3 separate regions of the Anser cygnoides genome follow, and all the other regions are linked to region 3. Evidence: chromatin contacts called from public Hi-C data. All regions are on one chromosome and are shown on one strand. The core of a region is the stretch at or near the end of the contact, and the rest is flanking DNA. Distances in the headings are between cores, read along the strand shown. Region 1 has its middle 170 kb from the start of MYC. Region 2 has its middle 210 kb from the start of MYC. Region 3 has its middle 350 kb from the start of MYC.

Region 1 (4,172 bases), core at 288-2,787, 520 kb after region 3:
GGAGGAGCATTCAGTAAGATGATATGCATGTAAGGCTGATGCTCTTTAATGCTTTATTGCTACATCCTTTAACGAAGCTAGAGCTCCACAAAGCTTAGTTGTCTCTTAACTTCTAATTTTAATGCCCAAGTCCAAAATTTAGATCCTCAGGACAGCTGCTCTGCCATCAACTAGACCTAGAACCATCTAGAGCCTCTAGGTAACTAACCTGAATTTTTACTGTGAAAACTCAAAGAGCTACCTGAATAGATAGATACCTGAAGAAGGACATCCTCAGAGCCTCAGAAGCTAAGGATTTCTTTGTGGAGCTCCCAGAAAACTCACATTTTCCCTGTAGATCTCTCTTGAAGGTTCCAATCTGCAGTAATTCTATGCTCGTTGTGATTCCTCACTTGATGGGACCTTTATGTAAGTTCAGTTGGTCATGTTCTCCTTTGTACTAAAAATCTCTGAACGTGAAATGGAGCTGGAAAGTGAAATCAGACTTCTCTTTCCCTAATTCAGTGATTCAGTGACCCATTCCTTTTCTACATTTCCTTTATTTTCTTCTTTCCTCCTTCTAATGGACAGAATATTTTATTTTTAATTACTTTTTTTTTTTCCCCAACATATGATTGTTTCCACAGGTATGTCTGGAATAAAAGTGCTATCCAAGATCCCCATTAACCATGGTCCTGAGTGCACCATGCATGAGGTGGGAAATGTAAGCCCTCTCAGACAGGTGGAAGTACTCTCTGAACAGTAGATGAGAAGAAGCACCAAAGCTACTGAGGAAATGGATGTTTTTCTGAACAGTTTTGCTGAGAACTGTGTAGCTTCATTTGACTTTGTTTTTGTTTTTAAAGGACAGTGTTTATTTGGACAAGTTATATGTTTGGCCTTCCAAGGACAAACAGATCATTGGAGACGTGAATGGTCTGAGTGCTCATGGCCTTTTCTAATGGTACTATGGTGAAGTGATCTGGCAGTTTTGCCACTTGTGGAGTTCTTTGCTCTCTAGGTCACTGGCACAAAGAGTAGTTCTGATGTCAACACAGAACAAAGTTCCCTGTGATCAGCTGCCTGTTTGCTGTGAATTCACCTATGGCTGAAGTTCTACTTAAGAGCAGAAGGAAGTCCAGTACAGCACTCTTGTTTCTCCAGTGTAAATCTGTAACAAGCCTTCTCCTATGCAAAAATAATGGGCTTGTCCACATGGAATGCTCTTTCTGTCATGATTCTAGGCAGCCTGAATGCTGAATACCCAGTTTTCTTGATCAGCAAGGAGAAGCCTGTTTAAACTATTTTTATTGAGCAAACAACTATCCTGCTCACATTATTAGTGACTGTCACAAATTAGTGACATCTGGCTTGGCTTCCCATATTGCACAACTCTGCACTGACTTCACTATTTTTTATTTAGCTAAAGCATGCATTGACTATAAGAAACCAAGAAAGAGCTAGTCTGTCTTTTCACTTAGGAGTGCCTCCCAATGGTTAAATTTCCCTGTCAGGTCTTTCAAAGCTCATCTTCTGTCTGAGCAAGCAGCTAGGCAAGCTTTCAGCACCTCACAGCAGTGCATTTTCTGTGACTTTCACAGAATTTTGGTGGCTCTTCTCTTTACCCTCCATACATTTTCTTTACATTTATTATCTGAACTGTGAGCAACAAAACTAGATAGTGTGCTCCAGCAAAATCGTTTCCAAACTCCACAGTTTGCTTTTTTTTTTTTTTTTGCTAAGCTGTGGAGTTCTTCCTATCATGATACAATTTTAAACTTTTATTGTCAAATGCTGAAGTAGATTCTGTTGTATAAATATAGTTCATAATTTTGTTTTCTCTTTGAGGCAGAAATTACATCCATAAGAAATAGCCAAAGTATTTATAGCAAATAACTTATTTCATTAATTTTATTCCATCTATTTTTTTTTTCTGTGTATTTGTTTACAACTTTGGAACTGATTGTTGCATATTTTATGCATGAATATTTGAATCCATTTGTTGTGCATAGACTGTGCCAACTGTGTCTCTGGCCGTTCTGTTCTCTTGTTCAATGTAGTTGGCATTTTTAAATGAAAAATTGACACTGTCAGGGACTGCATACTGAATCAGACAGACCTTTGCTCTGATCTGCTGTAATCATCCTTCTATTTGTGTGTATCTACCCTTTGTAAAAAATAAGTCAGAAGTAAAACTTTGTGATATTGAGTTGTTTTAAGAAACTTTTAATAGTTAGGAAAAAATGTAGATGTACCCCAAATAGTTATTATCTGAATAAAATGTTTCTGTTCTTTGAAACATAACTTTTTAGTTCAAAATTTCAATAAATTAATATGAAATATTTGTTTAAGGAAATCAGTAATGGAAATTTTGAAGATTTTTGCTTTTTGTCATGTTTAGGGCAGGGATAAGCCACGCAACACCAGTTGTTCCAGAGACATGACTGGTTTTGGGAGTCTTCCTTCTTTGTGCATATGGCCAAAACTGTCACATACAGAAGATGAGAAACAGATTTCAGCAAAGCTACATTAGCCTTTGTGTGATAATATATTTGAGAGCCTCTGGGAAGAAAAAAAAAGTAAAATAATGTTCCTAAGAACTTTCAAAGGAAATTTAACAGGTATTAAAGAGATTAAAAAAAAATATAATAATTTTCAACATTTTTAAGAAAGAAATAAATTGAGTGAACACTTACTTGTGGAACCATTTTCCAGCTCTAGCATTTTTATTCATGTTAGGAAAAATCCTGAGGCCACTGCCAGAGGTGTAAGATGTTTTTTATAACTAAGATGCTGCTTTCAAAGAATTATGATCAATACCTGGATCTGTTTCCTGCTTTCTGGCCTTGAGTAGGTCACCTAAGCTCTGTACCTCATATTCTTTTTGTAGGGAGGAAGTTTAACATTTTCTGCCTCCTGCTCCTCCCCACCCCCCCACCGTTTTTTTTTTAACCATACATTCTGAGAGAAGGGAGGCCCAGATTTATCTTACCTATCTTTCAGCCCTTCAGGTGCCTAAGATATTTATGTATTGACAAGAAAGAGAAGCTTTTCCACACAGCAACTCTGGCTGACAAATGTCCGAATCACCCCACATAGTGCCCCATTGATTATAGAAGAAGCCTCTAGTGACTTTAGTCCTAAATGAAACATCTCAATTAAACGTCTCTTGTAAGGCAGATGAATCCGGGATGGACTATCTTTTATTAATAAACACTGCGTCTCACAGAATGGCCCTATCTCTGCAGGGGCTGCAAGTGAAATATGAATATTGACAAAATATTAATAATGTTTACGTCTAGCAAATGACAAAGTTGGTTTTTAAAATGTGTGGATGTTTTTTTCTTGTTCCCCCCCACTTTTTTTTTAAGCATCTACACAAATACAAATCATCTGAAGTGCACATGTTCTTTCATTATCAGGATTTAATCTTTAAAGGTACATCAAAGTTACTTAAGTAAAGCCTAAAATGTCAAATTGACTGAAATCAAAGTCAGGTAGACTCAGCAAAGGGGTTATTGTCCACTGGTGTTTCTAAAATGCTCTGTTCTTGGAAGTGGAAAGGAAAATTATCAGGAAGGCTTCCCTGGGTGACAACAATTTGTCCACTCTTTCCTGCCTTCCTTAGGGCCGTAAATCTTATCTTTTACAAATGAGGCTTTCAAAGTTCAAAGGACAGTTCTTCAAAATTCTGTGAAGTCAGGTCACCTTATCAGTGCTCTCCCAGTTGAGCAGCTCTTACACGAGTTTGCAGTAAGGGCTGAACATGCAGGTTCAGAGCACTTGATTTATTTCTCTGTCTGTGGGCCCTGGGCTTGCAGGACTCTACAATAAAAGAGGATGATGGCAGAGCTGTTTTCCAGAAAATGTACTTTTGAGAGCATTCCTGTTAGGAAAATGTTCTTTTGCAAATATTTACTCCCCTTTCAACTGAACCCTGAAAACAAAGGTTCCAACTGTGCAGGCTGAACTGGCTGCAGGCCACCCTATGTTATCAGTGTGTGTGTATTTATGGGAGACAGGACACTGCAATGATTTACCTCTGATTTTGGCAAAGTGGGCACAAATGTAGCCCTTAAAATGGGCTTGAAAACTCAGTTCCTCTGCTCATCTCAGGGATGATTTTTCTTTCTGTTTTAGCCTGAGGTCAGGGCAGTTCCTTCTAACGTGGAAAAAAAGAACAGCTCCATTCT
Region 2 (4,504 bases), core at 98-2,597, 560 kb after region 3:
AACATTCTCCCCTAAATCTTGCATAAACAATCCAATGCGGCTTTGAAACATAAACATCCACTGACAAATGAAACAGATTTCATTAGCCATTTCCTATATGATAGATATCCTGGTGTTATTAATGTCCTTCTAAGTAAACATTGACTGTATTAAAATGAATACTGAAAAGAAATCATTAAACAGTAGTATATTAACAGGAATGGCAACTCAGTTCATCTATCATGGGCAAATACTTTCTTGTGGTCAAAATCATCCGGAGATGAAAATAAATGTATAAAATATGCTGTATTTTCTCCTCACTTTTCACATTGTTGTGTCCCCCTTGAGCATTTTTGATAGTCAGAATAGTAAATGAAGAAATTAATTTTCTTTCTTCATTAGTTTTTCTACTCAGTGATGTCCATGCCACAGACTCCAAGCAGTCTCTGCCCTGAGGAGCATGCAGTTTACATAAGACAGAGAAACAGCTTTGGGAAATCCACAAAAAAAAGTATTAATAGTATTTTTTATTAGTGATTTGTACTTTACATATTACTATTTATGAAATTCTATCATGCTAAACTTCTTTAAACCCCTGGAGTGAGACTAACCACACTCCAAGGTGTGTTAATGTCTTCTGGCAGAAAATGTTTTCCTTAGCAATTCCCTTGTTATTTTTTTGCAATATTTTACGTAAAATCACGTACCCCTAAATATTTGAGGGAAGGAGAAACTGCACTGCATTTCTCAGTCTATGAGGGGGGTGAATTACAGCAAGACTGTGAGCCCAGGAGGTGAGGTGGCTGGCACGCCACCAGGACCGCGGAGAGGTGCGAGCAGCAGGTGCTGCTGGGCTGCCTGACCGTAGCTCCCCTGGCCAGGTTGTGCAACCTCCTCCTTTCCCCCAGCCCCCAGGAAGGCTGGCAGCACTTTGCCACATCCTGGGGTGCTGTGAGAGTGAATGCACTGGCAAGCTCTCAAATACTTTTCGTAACAACAAATAATTGCTCATATGGCTAAGGCCACAGAGTACCCCTCAAATCTTCCTTGAGTTCAGCTATCCTGGCAAATCCATGTCATTCAGCACGCTTCGCCCGGTATGCGTGTTGTTTAGCTTTGCTATTTTTAAGTATGTAGTCATACTTGGAGCTTTTGCTTAGGTCAGAGTCCCTCAGCCCTGGATATTGGACCCTACAGATATATCTGCAGTCCTGAGCAGCTCTGGCAGCAGACGTGGTCAGGTGTCCTGGGCAAGACCTTCAGGGTGTATACTGTACAGACTTCCTGGGAAAAAACAGCTGAAAAGACCCAAATTCAAACCCATTAAGCAACAGCAAGGAGTGTTATCTGGAGAAACCTCACGTGGAAATAGCAGTTTGCCAAATAATCTGCCTCAGTTTCTAAGGTGCTTTTACCTGGAGAAGCAGTCACACATCTAGTCCTTATTTCTAGTAAGACCTGAGTTTGACCGGGTAAAAACCACAGATTTTGCCCCTGCCATTGACAATAGCTGGGTTCACAAAGAACTTCATATGTCATTTACAACAGATTAGGTATTATGGCAATAGCCACACTTGTTACCGACTCTGTTGTACTTTTACCCTCCTACTATAAATGGGACCTTTGTTTGATCTATGACTAAAGTGCAATGAAATTGCAGTTCAGTGGATATCACTTTGCCAGGACTGACCGGATGTTTGTGTTCTGTTAAACATGAATAAATATTGATAGTCCTAATCCTAAAAATCACAACTGCAATAAAAATAAACAGTACGACTCTGTTGTTAATGAGCTTTTGAAGATCAGTTTATATTATTCAGGTAAAACCAGCTTCCCTGTATACATTGTCTTTCTGCAATTACTAGTCCTGGCTTTCATTTTACTTTATTTCCTATGAAACACAGTGAGAAACAGTGTAATGTCCTACAAAGAAAATGCATTTAAATTGTAATAATTTGCATTTAAATACAACGACAACTCTGTCTTTCCTTGTCCTAGTCTTGCTGTGCCATTCACACCTGTTAATTTAATAGCTGGGATCCTCCGTCACAGTGAATTACAAAGAAGATATTGCACGCAAGGACCAGCAAGAGGCCTTAAATTGCACCTGTTTCAGCAGAAGGTCCTGTGGGGTGCATTCCTTAGCTTAACTTGGCTTTAATGGTATGGCTGCAGTGGAAGACTAAGAGGATCCAGGAAGATGTGTTGTGATACGAGCTGTACAAACTTTCCCCTTAGGAGTGTGTCAGGGTGACAGTTTCATGACATGTATCCAGCTAATGCAGATTTAGTAGGAATATGCTGCCTTCCTTGGAGAGGCCATAAGTGCTGAGTACTGATTTTCCGAAGCCTGCCTCTGCAGCCCTCTATGCAGCTTCCTGGCCCACCCGAGAGCATGCTCTGGGGCTGCACTTCTCTGGAAAGCTGCAAGCAGAGCCAGATGCCTACAATGGAGGGCATTCAGGAAGCTCTTGCACAACAGGCTAGAAGTCTGCAGCAGGGACATCTCAAAAACAGGCAGCAAATTTCAGCTCCTGACTGTTGTGTAGTTGTGCACCCCTGGTCAGGTTTGGGACCTGCTGCTTCATGTATGGACAACGTGTCATGTTGATGGCACTAGACGGGTAATATCTGATTTGATGGACAATGAGTTGTTACCAACAAACTTTTGTTTGGAGAGGAGAACTACATTTTGTGACAACAACCTTGAAGGATTGCCAAGATCTCACAGAAAGTCAGCTCTTTGGCATCCTGTGAATATTTTGGCGGCGCAGTACAAATGACGTTGTGACATAAGCAAGCAAGGGACTTTTAACAAGGATTGGCCATTACAAGAAATGACACAGATCAGGGCCATCTCTTCCAGTGCATCCTCCTATAGTTCCCATTGGTCTTGTGATACTCAGCACCTTCTTGGACTTTGTTCAGTTACTTTTACAAATTCAAATTCATTATTTCTTCCAGTTGTAGTAAATGTTAACGTTTGCAACCTCAGCTTAGGGTGTATCTGCACTGAAGGTAAGTAATATTTGCATGTACTACATGCAAAAAATAGTGTAAATTTCTTAAATTGAATGTGATTTATGCCTTTTCAGAATCTGACCATAAATAATTCCCTTGTTATTATAATAAATTAGCTTATGATAAGGATTCTTTTTCTCTTCATTTTAAATTTCTGTTTTCTATGAAAATGTACTGAAAATACTTAGTAGTACATGCTGTTTATACAATGCAAATGAGTACATTTTTGAAACTAACAGAGTGTTTCTGTTCTTAAATGGAAAAAAAAAAAAAAGAGTTAATGAGAATATCAAGTTGTTTGAAAAACCACAAAGTTAGACACCTACAAACTTCTGTGGCTGATCTAAAAAAAAAAAAAAAAAAAAGAATAAAAATGTTCATGCTTCACCCTTTCCGCTCCTTTTTTGTGTGCATGGGCCCCAGCTGACTGAGGCTGAGATAAAACATTATCACGTGTGTCACTTCCATTACGTTCTTGGTACATGTATAATATCAGAATGTACAGAAACTAATTGGGCTGAATTCCAGGTAATTACTCTATTTTGCCGTCACCGCATCTGTTTCACAGTAACTACTTTTTACTTGTGGGAGGAGCTTCTCTGAACCCAATCCAAAACCAATCTGCTCTTCCTTCAGCGTGTTACATACATCTTGGTTTTTGCATCATTCACATAACCACCTGCTTGGGAATTCATCCCAATCGCTTTCTTTGTTGTAGATAAGGCATACATCAACTTATCTGTTCTGGTGGCTTTGGATGAGTCATAAATTTTGGCAGCAGAAAACCCATCTTTTTAACTTACATGGTCCAGCAATAATCCATGAACTAAAATTTATTTAAGTCTAGCTTGCACTGATTAAAGATACTATTCAGCTATATATCACACTGAACACCATTTTTAATATTACTGAAGTGTTTTAGTGTTATACACGAAAGTAAGATATTAAACACAGGAGCTGATTCTTTATATTTCAGAGAAATTGTGCCTTGTCCTCCGCTTGTCCTTGGGTTTCTCTGAATTTCTTCTCCAGGTTGCACTATATCCCAGTACTTCTGCGTAACTGTGACTTCATAGTGACACCAAGAGCAACCTTCACAGGTCATAATTACCCGCATAATTGTTGGAAATCCTATCACTTGGCATTTAGACTTGGATTTACCCCACATCTAATAGCCCCTTCTGGATCGCTTCCACTTCAGACAAGGTTAACCTGCTGATTTGGTTGGGATTGATTTAACTCCTTCAGTGGTCAAGAGTATCTTATATCCCACCCTCAATCTGGACTGGTCAGGACTTTCTGAAATCCAAACCTGTCAAAAGCAGGTTCCTGCTCTAAGGAACCTGCTTTGGCAGGGGGGTTGGACCCGATGATCTTTCGAGGTCCCTTCCAACCCCTACAATTCTGTGATTCTGTGATTCTGTAACTTACCTTAGCATTTACTGCCTGTGGTGGTTTTTACCCACCTGGGCAGCTGAACCCACAACAACCGCTCTCTCACTCC
Region 3 (4,436 bases), core at 989-3,488:
TTTGCTTCTGTTACCTAGCATGACTGTCTCAGGATATAGTCACAAATCCTCTTTCAGCTCCAGCTCTCCACAGCCATTCATCGCTGCATTCATACTGGAAATTACTACCCCATCAGTGAAGTGGCTCACATGAGCAAGTCCCCAGCTTTCTCTAACCTGGTTAACTAACCTGGTGAAAATGGTGGTCCTCTTTGTCTAAATTATCAGGGAACCACTCAGCATGCAAGTGGGAGAGGAAGAATACTCACAGGTGGGTGTGGAAAGAACAAGTGAGGAACAGATAAAGTGATCTCTTTAGGAAGCACATCTGGAGAATGAAAGTCAGGTCTTTGTGAGCAGCAGTCCATTGCCATTTCAGTGCAAATGCAGAATATCAGCATGCTTCAGTTTCGTTCCTGTCTTGGAAAATATCCCATATCTACCACGTAGTCTGAAAATTCTTGCTTTGCGTGAGGTTGGAGATGTCTGTACCTCTGGCAAGTTAATCACATCTCCAGAGCACTGGAAGCTGTGGAGAGAATATTTTCCTTTTTGAAGCAGTCTCATATTAATATCTCTATGAGTAGGAAAATAAAGAACTGACATTGGCAAAGATGATTTGAGCAGATCCCAAAAGAGAGGCAGAAAGAAGTTATAGGGCAAACAATATCTCACATTAGGATGCAAGTCTACTCTCTTCCTCTCCTTGCTTCACCCTTATCAAATTTCCCCACAGAAATCAAAGTCCATTACTTCCCAAAAGTAGAGGGATCCACATACTGACAATAGAGCCCCAAAGACACATCTATGTCCTTGGTGAGCCATGAAAAATTAGGGATCGCAGAGTTAAAAATATTCATGGAAAAAATGAATCTCATAACAGATTAGAATTTTTTAGAGTGGCTTGTCCGAAACATATCCTGTTTCCAGCTGCACTTGTTTGGCTGGCGCAATTAGTCACATGTATACCATAGTATTGTTATCTTCTCATCTCATTCCCTGTCATCCTTTCTTTGTTTTCTCCTCCTGAAAAGAGGAGGGATGGATTTGATGACTCCTAATCTCTATGATTCTTTCATAGTAACTTCCAACTTCCTAGCTAAAGTGTTTATCAGAGTGAAATTAATGATTCAGAACAGGAAATGCACTGCAAGGGAAGTGGAACTATGAGGGTAAGACCTAACCTAGTAAAGCTAAAAGTAGATTGTACAGAAATGTATTCTTCATCATATCAAAGTACCACAATAAGGATAAAAATCATGAAGAATTGATGGTACCAAGCAGCAGTAATACTTTCCATGGTGGCAATTCTGTACACTGAATTCTCTTTGCCATTGTTAGATTTTGAAAGCTTATGGGTGAATTTGTCTCTCATATGGTTCTCAGAACACAGTATTTGACTTTCCGTCATCTCCTAAGTTCTGCTGGGGTGATCTGAGAAGTGTGTGTGGAGAAGCGTACAGATTTTTCTGCTTCTTGCAAGCAGTCAAACAAGGTAATGTTCTCCTTGTTCTTGCTTCATTGAGTGGGCAGAAAAAAGGTCTTGTCCTCAAACATTTTCACAAGCTCTTTAGTAGCAGGTGTATCAAAGGTAATTTTCCTACTCCTTTATGATGCTCTGAAAACAGTCTGTAGGAGGTACACTTTAATACAAATCGTACGCCCTTCAAGCTTATCAAAGTGTACTTGGATCGGTATCATTAGGGTTTCAGAGTCTTTATAGTTTTTGTGATAGTGAATAACAACATGTACTTGAATTATAGACTGATATATGTGTTCACATAACTTTTGACACAGTTGGATCAGAATAACAAAACCTGTTGCAGTGATAAGAGTGTCAGTAAACGATTAAGCGATCTTCTGAACCAGCCCAAACAACAGCAAACTGTTTATAGCTTTTAATATGCTTCTGACTGCATTAGATCCGTGTATCCCTCCCCGCCCCAAAAATTCTCATGCACATTTTTTGCAGATTTGTTTCCCTAGAGATTGTACTGCATTTCTGTGAAACAAACTGGCTGTGAATGCTAAATCTGGTCACAACCCAGAGGACCCTACTCCAGCCCAAGCCTATTTAGGAAGGGAACAGCAATTTGTTTTCAATGACTTCACTCACCCTTACTGCAATGTTTCCAGTAAATTCAGGCGTTGTTCTTCTCATGTGAGCTCAGCATGTCATTTCTAATGTGCCCCTGACTGAAATTTTGCATTAGTTACTGAAAAAAGTTTTTTTTTTTGTTTAAATGTTCTTTATCTTCCATGTAATTATGCTGAATCATTGTAAAAAGAAAAAAATCTGATGAGCTATCCATATAAATACTAAACGACATTAGATCATCACAACTGGTGCTGTTAAAGCAAACATAAATACCTAATTATTAGCCAGCAGATCTAAAATGCTGCCAAATAGGTTTTGGTCACTATGTTTATACAGTGACAGATTTTCATGTTAGTCATATCCTTCTGAACAAATGTTTTGGATGGACTCTTAAATCAGTGTCCACAAGGAAATAGGAGGCAGCCAAACTCTCTTGAATGTCTGCCATTGACAAAGGTTAAGCATTTACAGTCACTCTCCGCCTAAGTATTCTAAGGAAACATTAAGGAGTGAAAAACAGAAGGCGAGGATGTTCTGTACTCTCAGCAACAATGCAGCAAGGGCGACAGAAACAGATCCAAAACAGCCAGTTACTGGGCCAGATCCTGTTCCCATTAACGTCAATGGTAAAACTCCCTTTTGGTCTAGAGGGACTAGGATGGGGCAATGGGTCTTTAAACTGACTGAGGAAGAAATAGCGAGGTCTTGACTTCTCTCTTTTTGCTTCCACTTCTTATTCATGAAGTGGACTATTTATTTATTTATTTATTTATTTTACTTAGTCCCCTTTGGGACTGAGTAAAACTGAGTCAGGATGTAAGCATGTACCTTAACCAGCCTGTTAGGAAGGCTAATACATTTTATATCTACTTAAAGTAATTTCCCTAAAAATTATACCCATTTTCCCCATTTCTTTTTTTTGGACATTTATAACATTTAAATCTATTCTGTCCCATTTAGTTTCACTCACAAAATCAGTTGGAGTAGACCAATGGAGCAATTTGGTTTGAGGGAAAATAGCAATAGGGCTGGGATACATTTTAAACCTAGGGGAATTTTGTTGTTGGAGCCATCACTTCATATGGATATAAGGCCATATATTTTCGGATGAGTTCATGGTCTCTGCCCCAGCTTTTAAACTTTACCCTTCACATAAACCTCATTACAGGGGTTAAGACAGATGGATGTATGTAATTTGCTGACCCAGCGGCCAGGTCCTGATATTTCTACAGTAAGATGAATATACCTGGAGGCACCCCAAGGAATGGACTAGCATGGAGAACTGCTTGCAGGCTTACAGGAGAAAGGGGATATGTCCCTCCTTCTCACCTGAACTACATGTCAGTAATTTTGCATTTTGATCTCCTTCTCACCTTTTGGACAAATAGACAAGACAGAAGGACATATAACATGTACTTCACCATTTCTTGTCTTTCAGCACTGAAGATCCAAGGGCAAAACTTCTCTGAATTTTGTATACTTATGTACTTGTGCAAACATATTGCAGAATAGGGGAGACAAATATATCTAGAATTTAGATCCTTTTTTAGATCCTGCTTTTACCCTTTAGTGTTCCACTTTTCTTATCCCTTAATGAGCAAGAGATGACGATTTGTGCATAAAATGAAAATATAGATATTACTCCTGAAGTCAGACAGTCTCTACAGAATGAAAAATTGCTTTCCTAAATCTCTGCTTTTCAGTCCTTAAAAGAAGTGTCATTGAGAATATAAAGCTATTAAGCAGGTCTGAAGATGATTTTACATTACTTTAGTCTTTTGGGGATTTTAAAGATTGTTTGTTTTTTATAAAATAAGATATGCTTCTGTTTGCACTGTAGTCAATGACAAGACCTGTGAATATCTGTGGAAGAGAGATGGCACCTTTGGTCCAGAGGCTGCAAAATGCACAACAGCTGTACCTGTGATGTAACTGCTGTACCATGGAAGGGCAGAAACCACACAGAAAATTTTGATGAGAAGGATCAACAGGCACTAGGGGACCTGAAAGCCACTGCTCCCTTGTTTTGTTCTGATCTATTAGTAGCAACTTCTTTAGGAAAGAGATGATGGAATGGAATGAGTTATCAAATATTTCATGTTCAGGTCACATATTGACCCCAGCATTAACTAATTCTCATTCCATCACTGTCCTTATAAGAAACAGACTGATGGTAAAAATTACGTAGGGCCCTCTGAGCCAGAAGTTTCTTGAAATCAACCAAACCTGCCCAAATCAACCTCTTGCACCATGAACTTAGAGTTCACCTTTCCCTATTTTTTTTTCTTTATTCTCCTCTAAACAGAAAAAGCTACAAGTAGTTCCTCGGTTTCTCAGAGCGTTCCAAATAGAAGGGGAA

The links. A called contact is a pair of places that touch in the nucleus more often than the background predicts.
Region 1: a Hi-C map of liver shows a contact between it and region 3, with 19 times the contacts expected there. The contact joins two enhancer-like sites. A contact is called at or near these places in 2 of 7 Hi-C or Micro-C datasets (both in liver).
Region 2: a contact with region 3 is called in a Hi-C map of liver, with 2.9 times the contacts expected there. The contact joins two enhancer-like sites. A contact is called at or near these places in 2 of 7 Hi-C or Micro-C datasets (both in liver).

Annotation. Positions count from the first base shown.
Region 1 is chr2:152,999,491-153,003,662 of Taihu_goose_T2T_genome, reverse strand. No RefSeq gene overlaps it. Among named protein-coding and RNA genes, the nearest start is that of MYC, 170 kb to the left of the region's middle. Within about 2 kb of position 1,537, at least 2 of the 3 cell types and tissues checked have open chromatin away from gene starts, as enhancers often do. A contact at or near this core is called in liver, where this site is marked.
Region 2 is chr2:152,963,479-152,967,982 of Taihu_goose_T2T_genome, reverse strand. No RefSeq gene overlaps it. Among named protein-coding and RNA genes, the nearest start is that of MYC, 210 kb to the left of the region's middle. Within about 2 kb of position 1,347, at least 1 of the 3 cell types and tissues checked has open chromatin away from gene starts, as enhancers often do. A contact at or near this core is called in liver, where this site is marked.
Region 3 is chr2:153,522,668-153,527,103 of Taihu_goose_T2T_genome, reverse strand. No RefSeq gene overlaps it. Among named protein-coding and RNA genes, the nearest start is that of MYC, 350 kb to the right of the region's middle. Within about 2 kb of position 2,238, at least 1 of the 3 cell types and tissues checked has open chromatin away from gene starts, as enhancers often do. A contact at or near this core is called in liver, where this site is marked.